Regions from separate parts of the Mus musculus genome. Here regions 2 and 3 are each linked to region 1. Evidence: chromatin contacts called from public HiChIP or PLAC-seq data. All regions are on one chromosome and are shown on one strand. Each heading gives the region's core, a stretch centred on a gene start, on an enhancer-like site or on the middle of the called end of the contact. The rest is flanking DNA. Distances are from core to core; before and after follow the strand shown.

The links. HiChIP or PLAC-seq counts read pairs in DNA pulled down with a chosen protein or histone mark.
Region 2: a contact with region 1 is called in an H3K27ac HiChIP or PLAC-seq map of regulatory T cell precursor, with 3 times the contacts expected there. The contact joins the enhancer-like site here to the promoter of Sash3 in region 1. A contact is called at or near these places in 8 of 39 promoter capture datasets (the 3T3-L1 cell line, 3T3-L1-derived adipocytes, the C10 cell line and 4 more), 2 of 484 Hi-C or Micro-C datasets (bone marrow-derived macrophages and double positive thymocytes), 7 of 115 datasets of contacts at active chromatin or transcription factors (bone marrow-derived macrophages, double positive thymocytes, effector CD8 T cells and 4 more) and 4 of 9 other capture datasets (embryonic stem cells, liver, macrophages and 1 more).
Region 3: a contact with region 1 is called in an H3K4me3 HiChIP or PLAC-seq map of the SCID.adh cell line, with 10 read pairs. The contact joins the enhancer-like site here to the promoter of Sash3 in region 1. A contact is called at or near these places in 6 of 39 promoter capture datasets (the C10 cell line, the HPC-7 cell line, hippocampal neurons and 2 more), 5 of 484 Hi-C or Micro-C datasets (CD4 T cells, CD8 T cells, memory CD8 T cells and 1 more), 10 of 115 datasets of contacts at active chromatin or transcription factors (the 230-238 cell line, the SCID.adh cell line, double positive thymocytes and 7 more) and 2 of 9 other capture datasets (embryonic stem cells and pancreatic islet).

The regions. Positions count from the first base shown.
Region 1 is chrX:48,144,606-48,148,014 of GRCm38.p6, reverse strand. It overlaps Sash3 (SAM and SH3 domain containing 3), which reads right to left and starts at 1,579. Exons shown (of 8, transcript NM_028773.4): 1 at 1,298-1,579. The coding sequence starts at 1,354.
Region 2 is chrX:48,408,403-48,411,905 of GRCm38.p6, reverse strand. It overlaps Elf4 (E74-like factor 4 (ets domain transcription factor)), which reads left to right. Exons shown (of 9, transcript NM_001381876.1): 9 at 1-856. Among named protein-coding and RNA genes, the nearest start is that of Elf4, 44 kb to the left of the region's middle. Within about 2 kb of position 1,610, at least 178 of the 459 cell types and tissues checked have an H3K27ac peak or open chromatin away from gene starts, as enhancers often do. A contact at or near this core is called in 3T3-L1-derived adipocytes, bone marrow-derived macrophages, effector CD8 T cells and 3 more, where this site is marked.
Region 3 is chrX:48,437,687-48,441,004 of GRCm38.p6, reverse strand. The region is part of intron 1 of Elf4 (E74-like factor 4 (ets domain transcription factor)); the gene reads left to right. Among named protein-coding and RNA genes, the nearest start is that of Elf4, 15 kb to the left of the region's middle. Within about 2 kb of position 1,729, at least 76 of the 459 cell types and tissues checked have an H3K27ac peak or open chromatin away from gene starts, as enhancers often do. A contact at or near this core is called in CD8 T cells, the HPC-7 cell line, the SCID.adh cell line and 5 more, where this site is marked.

The DNA.
Region 1 (3,409 bases), core at 330-2,829:
TGGGGCCTAGTTTTGGCGGGGGTGGGGGGGTGGGGTGACAAGGCCCTGTGTGAATATTCACAAATCTTACCCTTCTCCACCTACCCGCCACTGCGATCTTACAGAAGCAGCTGAAGTGGAGAGAGTACAGCCGAAAGCGGCAGCCACCCAGATCCTGAGAGGTGGGACAGGATGCACACCCCAATGCTCTCAGCCTGTCTCTTAGTTGTCGCCCACTGCCTGGGAACTGTTCTGACAAGGGGGCATCCCCCCACAGTGCACCTGAGTTGAATTCCATGGAAAAATGGATAGGGCACAGTGAGAGTCCTGGAGGCCCCTGATTAAGGCTTGGGTGCTTGGATCTAGTCAGGCCTGCTTTGGACCATTCCTGTGGTCCACTTAGACATGCAGACTGGACAGGCTGATTGCCTGGGAGAGTCCTGACATAAAATGAACTCTATACATACAGCCAGGGAAACCTGGATATCAGAGTCTTCAAGAATCATTCAGTCTAGCTCCTGTCTCAGGAAGATGAACACTTCAGCCATTTTTGACAGCTACCTTCCTTCCTGGACTTTGAAATCCCCTTCCCTCCCCCAACGAACTTTTCCCCCTTAGCTCTCACACCTACTCACCATGCAAGTCATCAGCTCCATTTCTCATTCTTCATAAGTTCACTTGCCCAGAAAGAACCTGTTCAACCCCCCCCACACACACACACACACCACCACCACCACCTGAACTTTACGGCATTTGGGTGGGCTCTTTTCCTGAGTCTGAAATTTACTTACTGCTTCATCTCCAGTGGCCTGGGGGAGATGTTGTAGATCTGAGCCTAGTGGGAAATGGCTATGGCTCCTGCCAAAGAGTTAGGGAGTCTGTGACCACCTTGGCTGGGTAGGCTAGTAGGGCCCTTTGAATGAGGTAGTCCCCAGAGGACACACTCGAGCAAAAGCAACACAGAACCCGAGCTAGAGAGACAAAATTAATTACGCTCTTTGGATTCAATTTGAACACGACATTTTGTAACTCTCCAACTGATGTCTGTGGATTTAACTCTTATGTTCTTCAGTCTATCACTCTAGACTTCCAAAGGCCCAACTCATAGCTCTGTATTCCAGAGTTTAGAAAGTACCTTCAGTACTTTTACTACTCAAGTGAGCGTTGAGCCCCATCCCCTTGCTTTCTGGAAGAACCCTCACGTCCAAGCTCAACATAGAGCCTTGGTTCAACTTCCACCTTCTAAGAGTCCATGAAGGCCTTGGTAGAGAGTGTAGAGGAGAGAAGGAAGGAGTGTACGCTCAAAGATGCGCCTTACCTTTTTCTTCTGAGTGGGCTCTTTGTCACTGGCGTTGGAGGGTTTGCGACGCAACATGGTCCTCTACAGAAATGGCACTCCTGCTCTGTTCTCCAAGGAGCTAAGATGCAAAAATCTCTTGTTAAAGCCTCCCCAGCACCAGCCAGTTGGCACAGCATAGACTGAGCCTGGGGCTGCTACTCTTTACTGCTGCAGTGGCAGCTTGGGGGTGCGGGCCATGGACACCCAGCAGCAGCAGCATACAGGAAACCTTGCCACGTGACCTGCTCTTACAGCAATCATGGCCCCTGCCGGCCTCTAGGGAGGAAGGAAGTCCCAGCTTCAGTCTCCAGAGATTCTGATGCAGACAGACCTTGAGTTGAACAGTCAGAGAAAAGCCCCAATCCTGTTGTCTCCGGTCATCCACTACAGTCCTTTCATGTTCTGGCTTATTTGGGCTTTACACTCACTGACTAAACCTCTGAAATCAGAAGGTGAACAATCTCCCTGCCTGTTGAGTAAATGCCCCCAGTCTATTTGCATCTTCCAAGTCATTACTGCGATCACGATTACCATTACTGTCACTCCTGTGGCCATCATCTTGATGGTTATCACTACTGCTACCATTACCAGATAGCCATTACTACAACCGTGACTACCACCACTCCCCACGCCCCAGCCATCATCCCTCCTACCATCCCTACTGCCGTCAGTATACCTTAGCTATGATTGGTAAAGCTCTCATCTCTTCAGAGATTTCTACTGCTTCATCATCCTTAGAGTGGTCACCTTTACAGATGCTATAGTCATTTCCATGATGCTCTCATCCCTACAACCTTCAATAGCCCTGTATCCACTGTTTCTAAAGCTATCAATCCAGCAACTATCCACATTTCCATCAGCACACATATGGTTTTCAGTCTAGATGAGGTGTGCCTACACACAACAACCCCTCAGGTCATACAAGAACAACTGAGAAATGTTTGAAGGCAATGCCACGTCAACAGCAGGTGCCCCATTCAAAAGGCATTCATCAACTGCCTGGGCATTGCGCCCATCTTGTGGGTTACATTCAGCACATGATGGTGATGATGATGATAATGATGACAATGGCAATGTTGATTTGCAGTGCTTAGGGGTCTCACCTATGGCTTACCCATGCCAGGTAAGTTTACTACCATTGAGCAATTGCGGTAGATGTTTAAGTACTTTCAATGATTCCTGTTCACTACAAAGCAACTGGTATGTATCATTTACACTTTATCAAATACAGATGACAATAAAATGAAATTTCAAAAAAGTCTCCATAATTGGATTTCACACTGTTTAGGTAAATATCCTTTACTGTTTTCAGCACCTAGCACCTCTCTCTAGACAGAAATTTACTTCTTACAAAGAATCACACCCGTACAGGACGAAAAACATTGGTTTGGGGAGATTTGGAAAAATTGGAGGGACAGATAACTAAGGACATATAGAACATTTTGGAGGTGATGAATAAGTTTGTTTATTGTGATTGTGGTAATAGTTTTAGGAATGTCTACATCAGGAAAACTATCTTGAATTTTTAATGAAAATAAACTCCCCATTTCTCCTGCTCAAGGCCTTACTGTGTGTCCCAGGCTGGCTTGGAACTTATGATGAGTGCTGGGATTATAGATGTGGACCACCATGACTGGCCGAACTAGTCTGGAACGGTTATTTTTCATGTGGACATGCGTGTGTATGTGTGCACACTCAGGATGCGTTCTCAGCTGTGCGTTCACATCTGGGGGTAGCAGTCGATGCTCTATTACTCTCTACCTTAGTTTTGGGGAAAGGGGCCCTCGCCACATCTGGAGCTGATGGTTTTCAGCTAGACTGGCTGGCTAGTGACCTTCTGGGATCCATAGGTCTCTGCTTTCCCCATTCAGGGCTGGAGTTATAGATATCTGTCTATCACCCAGCTTTTATGTAGGTTCCAGGGATACAAACTCAAGTATTCGTGCTTTTACAACACGCTCTTTCCTCAACGAATCATCTTCTTAGCCTGAATGATACGATTTTTTTTTTACATGGCTGATTAGCATTCAGTTGTCTGAACCCACAATAATTATCTTGCCTTGGTTGATTTTTTAAAAAATGTACAAGTAC
Region 2 (3,503 bases), core at 361-2,860, 260 kb before region 1:
AGTGGGAACAGCCAGTTCTTACCTTTAATTCTTAAACTTGTAACTGCCACTTGATGGACAGGTGACTAGAAACAGCCTGTGACATCTCTGTTGTAATCACAAACTGTTACTTAGACTGTAAGTTTAGTACCTTTTATCTCCTGTGTGTGTTACCTTCTGAGGGGTAGGCACCACCGTGTCACCCACAACACTGGGCATACTATAACGCAGATGAGCATCCCTGACCAGTTACTGTTTGATCTGATGAGAGCTGGGAAGCAAACTTTTGAGGTAGCTGACCGCCGTCCTCCCCTCTCGCTTAGGCAGTTACTCCAGGTGCTTCACTGCCCAGTGCTGCCCCCCCCCCCCACAGGACCACCTCACCCTCTATCTTAACATCAAAAATTTGTATTACTTTCAACATCCCTCTGATCCTAAAGACAACTTCTTGTTCAGTTTCTTCCTTACCCAGAGTGTTAAACTAGCTAACCGGTTAACTAACCCTTGCTGACAAGCGTTCTGCAAGAGGCTTACAGGAGAACCTCAGGAGACAGATTTCCTTGAACCAGAGTCAGGTGGCAGCAATCCCCCTGCTTTTGTGATGGCCTGCCTAATGGAGTCAGGAGTCAAGTGATGGTCCTCACGTCCCAGCGGCTGATATGTGACTCCCTCCTCCTGGCTCCCACAGCACTTTGTATATACCTCTTATTGTAGCACATTGTATGTAGTTCTTTGATTGTGTTCATGTACGGTTTCCCTTCAACAGACTGTGAGCTCCTCCAGAGCAGGAGCTGTGTGCTAGTCAGTGATGTATCCCCAGCACCTAGCCACAGTGCCTGATACACAGTAGGTGCTCAATAAATGTTTATTGAAAGGCTGAAGGTGTTCAGATTCCAATTGTGGGACCTTCTGCCTTACCTGGGGGGCGGGCAGGAAGAGGACAAGTAGGTCATTCCATGCTCAGGAGCTAATAATCATGGTGGTTTTGTAATTTTGGTGTCATTTTTAAAGGTCGTGATGGGACGGTCTCATGTAGCCCAGGCTATGTGACCAAGCATGATCTCCCCCATTCTGAGATTACAGACATTCGTTGCCACACCCCTCCCATCCCCGCGCCTTATTTCGGGCTGAAGACTGAATCCAGGGCTTCCTGTATGCTGGATAGATACTCTATCAACTGAGCTACATCCCCAGCCTGGACCACAGCCCACCCATCATAACATTTCAGGCAGCTACTCCCTTTACCCACGTGTTTATCTATCATTGGGTTCGCCTGGCGCTTAGAGCTGCTTTCAACTTCAACTATGCTGTGTTGATAGGCGACTCCCAAACAACTGCCACTGCCTCCCTTCCAAGTGACTGCACTCAGCACTATATCCTTATCCCTCGGTGGGACTGAGGTAGAAATGTCACTCCCATCCTTGGACGGGAACAGTCAAATTTGTCTGCCGGTCATGAGCTTGCTGACTGCACTCAGAAAGGCAGTTACCTAGAGCTTTGAAGACTCTGGACCCAGGGTGAGCAAGCTCTTTGGGCTCCCAGTTGCAGCCAGCAGCCTCCAAGCGCTTCTGCCCTGTGCGCCGGGCATGGAAGCCAATATCCAGCAGGTGGCGCTGTGGAGCCGGAGATGGTGGGCCAGCCAGGCGGAGCCCGGGAGGGAGGGGCGGCCAGGGCGTGGCTCGCCGCTCCCAGAAGAGCAGACTAAGCGGGCGTCTTCCTGTCCCTTGGAAGTGTTCCCTGATTCTCAACTTCTGGGCGGCTTTGGTTTCCGCCGACAATCTCCCTGGCTTTGAAGCTTCAAACTTTCTCCTCGGTCCCCTTCCCTCTCCAAGAGTTCAGCAGTCCGCAGAATGTCGCCTTCCCATTGGCCAACCGTTCCCTGGCCCCGCCCCCCGCCCCCGTCTCTAGTACCTGTAGGTGAGCTAGTGGCGACTGGGCTCTCTGGCTCGCTGCGGGCTCCCTAAAGCCGCTAAAGCACGCTCCAGGCCATCGCCAACCTCTAGACAGGTCCTGGACCCGATGCTCCCTCTCCTTAGCCTGCCTTTAGCAACACTTTCACGCGCCACCGCTTTCTCCCTTGAAATGGGAGAATAATCGAGGCATCTGTTACAACCATTTGCCTGCACCTGGAGGAGACACACACACACACACACACACACACACACACACACCCCGAGCCTGGGAGGAGCACTCACCCAGCGGCCAGCCCTCCTGATAGTGGAAACTGCCACTGTAAGGGGGGACACAGGGCTAGGCCTGCTCCCCTTCTTAATCTACCAGGTCTGCCTGAACATTTGGCAGCTCTTCCCTACCCAACACAGCAAAAGAAAAGCTTCCGTGTCAGCCTTGATCTTTATAACCTGACAATAGTCTCCAGCTACTGTATGGGTCAAAGAACGCATAAGCATGAAATGTGAAAGTGCTGTTGACTCTTCTCTCTCCTCCAAGCCTCTACTCACATTGTGCCCTCATTCCAAACACCATTCCCTGGCATCTATTTATATTTAAGTATGCACCGCTCACTACCTCTCCCGTGCCATCTGCTCCAAGCATCCAGGTGCCCTTGCCCAGCCCTTTGAGCTCCCACGGCATTTGGGGCCTATCTGAATACTGTTAATCTCAACAGGGCTTCTGTAACCTCCTGACTTGTCTGACTTCTGAACCGCATTTCCTTTTTGTTCTTTTGAGACAAGGTCTCACCTATGTAGCCTGGGCTGACCTCAAGCCCCTGCCTCTGTTATTCAGAGAAGTAGAACTGTAGACATGCGTTATCACACCTTGCTTGTTTGGGTGCTGGGTCTTGCTGTATAACCCTGGCTGACCCAGCGTTCACAGGAACCATTCTGCCTCCCCCCCCCCATGTCCTTGGGACTATGGGTATGTGTCACCATGGATGCTTGCCTTCTGACTACAGGTTTCAACTAGAGGATAGACCTGAAAGTAGAAACACTATGGGGTGTTTGGGATGACCTTGTAATCAGGAAGTGGGGAGGGGAACAGCAGGAAGGCAGATTAATGCTGTACCTCCAAAAGGATGGTGTTTCCGTACCTGGGCAAACTCCAGTGGAAACACCTTGCTGAAGGATGGGTAAGGACTGCAGCTGAAGTTCAGACCTGGGGAATGTCCGGACTTTAAGAAGCCAGACACATCATTCTCCTGGCCTGCCCACTCAAGCCACAGTAAGAGGCCCAAAGATACAGCGCTTAAAGTTTATAGGATCCAGCCAGGCGTGGTGGCACACACCTTTAATCCCAGCACTCGGGAGGCAGAGGCAGGCTGATTTCTGAGTTCAAGGCCAGCCTGGTCTACAAAGTGAGTTCCAGGACAGCCAGGGCTATACAGAGAAACCCTGTCTCGAAAAACAAAACAAACAAAAAGTTTATAAGATCCAGAGCTTCACAAAGTCTCACCTCGAACAGATTCTGGGGCCTGCAAAGACCTTCTGCCACAGTTTGTCTTAAAGAGTAATCCTAAAACTAGGAACAGGTGTCTTGCCTTATAGTTACGTCATTAAGTGGCAGGT
Region 3 (3,318 bases), core at 480-2,979, 290 kb before region 1:
GTATTTTGGCCTAATATTTTAGTAGAAGAAATGTGGCATGGACAGCAAGCCTGTAAGGAGCTCTGAGTGACATGCAATCTGTCCACTTGGAGAATGGGCACCTGAGAGTTCAAGAACCAGGTGACATTAATAGCAAAATTGTTTTACCAGAGTTCTGTTACCACCCAAGTCCCCCACACTATTAAATTATATATATATATATATAAGTTGATATAGGGTCTAACTATGTAGTCCTGTCTGACCGTGCACTCAACAGGGATCCACCTGCCTCTATGCCCCCACCCCAAATGCTGAGACTAAAAACTCCAAGTATGCCGTGGTAAAGGCTTACATTGGATTCTTGAGTTAGATAACATTTCTTTCCAATGTAACATTTGTTGTCCGTCCCCAGCCCCCTTTTTTTTTTGGAGACAGCGTCTCATGTAGCCCAAATTGGTTTCAAATTCATTATGTAACAGAATGGGTTTGAACTTCTGATCCTCCTGCTTCTGCCCTACCTGGGATTGCAGGTGTGCACCACAGGATAGTTTATGTGATGCTTGGAGTGGAACTCAAGACTCCGTGAACGCTGGCCGAGCATTCTCTCAACTCAACAGCAATCCTAGCTCTGAAGTATAGCATTCACTCGTTTTGAGACACGGTCTCTCTGTGTAGTCTTAACTGGCCTAGAACTCAAAAAGATCCACCTGTCTCTGCCTCCCAGGTGCCAAGGGTCTCACGCCTGTCTAGTATTCACTTTTAAGTGGGACTGTTTTCATTTATTACCTAAAATGTAATTTTTGCTAACTTGTCAAGACAAAAAGAAACAAAACAAAAAAGTGAGATGGGTTTGAACTGTACCTTTGACTCCCTAGTCTGAGGCTTGGTCAGATCTAGTGAAAGGGTCCTACCCTCGTGGGACCTCTCTACTGAACCTTAGCTTTTGAGATTTTTGAAAAGGAGAGTGGAAGGGAAATCCTATCACCTGCAGCATCATCTTCATTTGCTTGCCACCCTTGCCACCCCTTTCTCCTTGCCTTAGAATACATTTGAAAGCAAATGACTAGGTCCTTTTGCTCTGGGGAGAGGTCCTTTGACTTGCTCAGTGGTTAGCTCTGTCTCATCTTCAAAGTTTCGGGTATGAACAGATCTTGAAGTTGGTATGGAGAGACCTATGAGGCTCTGGAGCCTGGTTGTAAATCAAGACTGTTCAAAAAGATTACTGAACTTCACCTCTGCTATCATACCATACCTGTGTCCTTTCCCTTTGGCTCCATCTTTGGTTTTGATTATTCATAGTAGAGTGTTAGTATCGTTCCAGTTTGGAAACACTCTGCTTACACTCTGCCTGGACTTATCAGAGCCTTCAAGTCTAGTGCTGCTCTGGCTAAGTCTTGGTGGCTAAGTCACTGAAGGCTAAGGTGAATCTCCTTAGCACTCCAGTCGTTTGATTTACTGTCCCCATAGCTTACAGATAGGGATGCCAACTGGAGAAAGAATGCCTGCCCTCTGCAGCCTGGTCAAGCTGGATAAAGCACTCTGAATAGGCAGGTTTTAACCCACCAGGCAGGGCCTCAGGCATCAAGGGCCTGTGCCAGGCAGCAAGCCTTCTTCCACACCCCTTGCCTGTCAGGGGGCTTGGGGCAGGAGAAAGAGCAGGTAGGGCTCTGGGCAGGCTGTCTGGGCTGGGCGGGGCCCTGGTTGGGTGAGGCCCAGATTCCCCAAGCTGATAAAGCAGCCTGTAAACACCCAGCAAGTTGCGGGTGGGGGTGGGCAGAGGGCAGGCTACCAGATGGCAAGAGAAGGAGGGAAACTGGAGCCCAGGCCGAGCTACAGGAAGTGGGGCTTGATGTAGAAACATCCTGTCCAGCAGGGGCTAGAGAGGTAGCCACCAGTGATTGCTCCTCCACTATGGTGGCAAATTCAGTACAAGGTGGGGCTGCATGCCTGGGCAGCGGGCCAGGTTCTTGGTTCCTGGCATCTCAGAGGGACATGATCAATCGGTCTCTGTTATGGGTTGCTCATGGGTCTCTGTTAGGGTTTGCTGTACCATCTACCAACGCCGAGAAGGCGGGGGAGGTGGTTTAGAGCCAAACTACCCCCGTGGAGAAACTCTCCAGAGTGATTGTCTGAGAGAATTTGTTTCTTACGGGAAAAATCATCGCCTTCACTGTCTGTGAGGAGCATTGATTGGAACACAGGATTGTGTCAATTGTGTCAAAGGCCTCCTGCGGCCCTCTGCGAAGAACAGTCATATGGCCGATGCTCTTTCAGCTCGATCTTGCGGTGCCTTTTAATTAGAACCTCAGAGGGTCAGATCTGGTGCAGCCTTTAGCAGAGATCAGCAGACCTGTCCATTTCACTTTACAGGTGGGGAAACTGGGAATCAGAGGCACAGAGGCTGAGTCACCTACACGGGAGACCCAAAATTCAAGCCCTTGCTCTGCAAAGCTTCCCACCATCTTCCCTGGTGTGGGAGGTCCCCCACTAGCACCCAGCCCTCCCACATAGGCCTGGATATGTCCTGCATACTCACTGGACCTGTATGTACTTAACCTTGCTGAAGGCTACAGGATGCCTGGAAGGAGGAAAGAGCCTCAGAGTCATAAATCAAAAGGCCTCTGCTTGTAAGTGGCCTTGAGTAGACCCTTTGGGCCACAGAGATTCCTAAAAAATTTACAAAGGTAATAATTTTCAGCAGGCATGGTGATGTGTGTCTGTACTCTCAGCTGAGAGGTAGAAGCAGAAGAATATTGAAGAGTGAGCTACATAGTGAGCTTGAGGCCAACCTGAACTACACGGAACCCTCTTTCAAATCAAACAGAAGACAAAGAAAAGCAATTCTCTTAAGAGCGTTAACCCTGGTAGAGGACCACACATCCAAGAATATTTGGGCAGCATAAATTGGTCTTGATGTTTTTGTTTAAACAAAACAAACAAACAAACACAAAAAAACCAAAGTTGGGTGGATGGTAGTAGATTTGGGAAGAATTAGGTTAGGGATCATTATGGTCAAAACAGATCATATGAAAATCTCAACTGATAACTACTTTTTTTTTTTTGGTTTTTCAAGATAGGGCTCATTAAAACATTTGTCGTTATACCCCTGGACTCTGGGTAAAGATGGAAGAAGATAACAAGCTTCACAGAGTTGTCCTTTGCCCTCCACACTTAAATCACAATAAGGAGAAATGTTTTAAAAAATAATAACAGAAAAATAATAATATTTAATTATTTTAAGAAATTATAAATTTCACACACTAGAAACATCTACTTCAGTGAGATTTTTATCTTATTTTATTTTATTTTTTAGCATTCACAGAATTGCACAGCTATCAG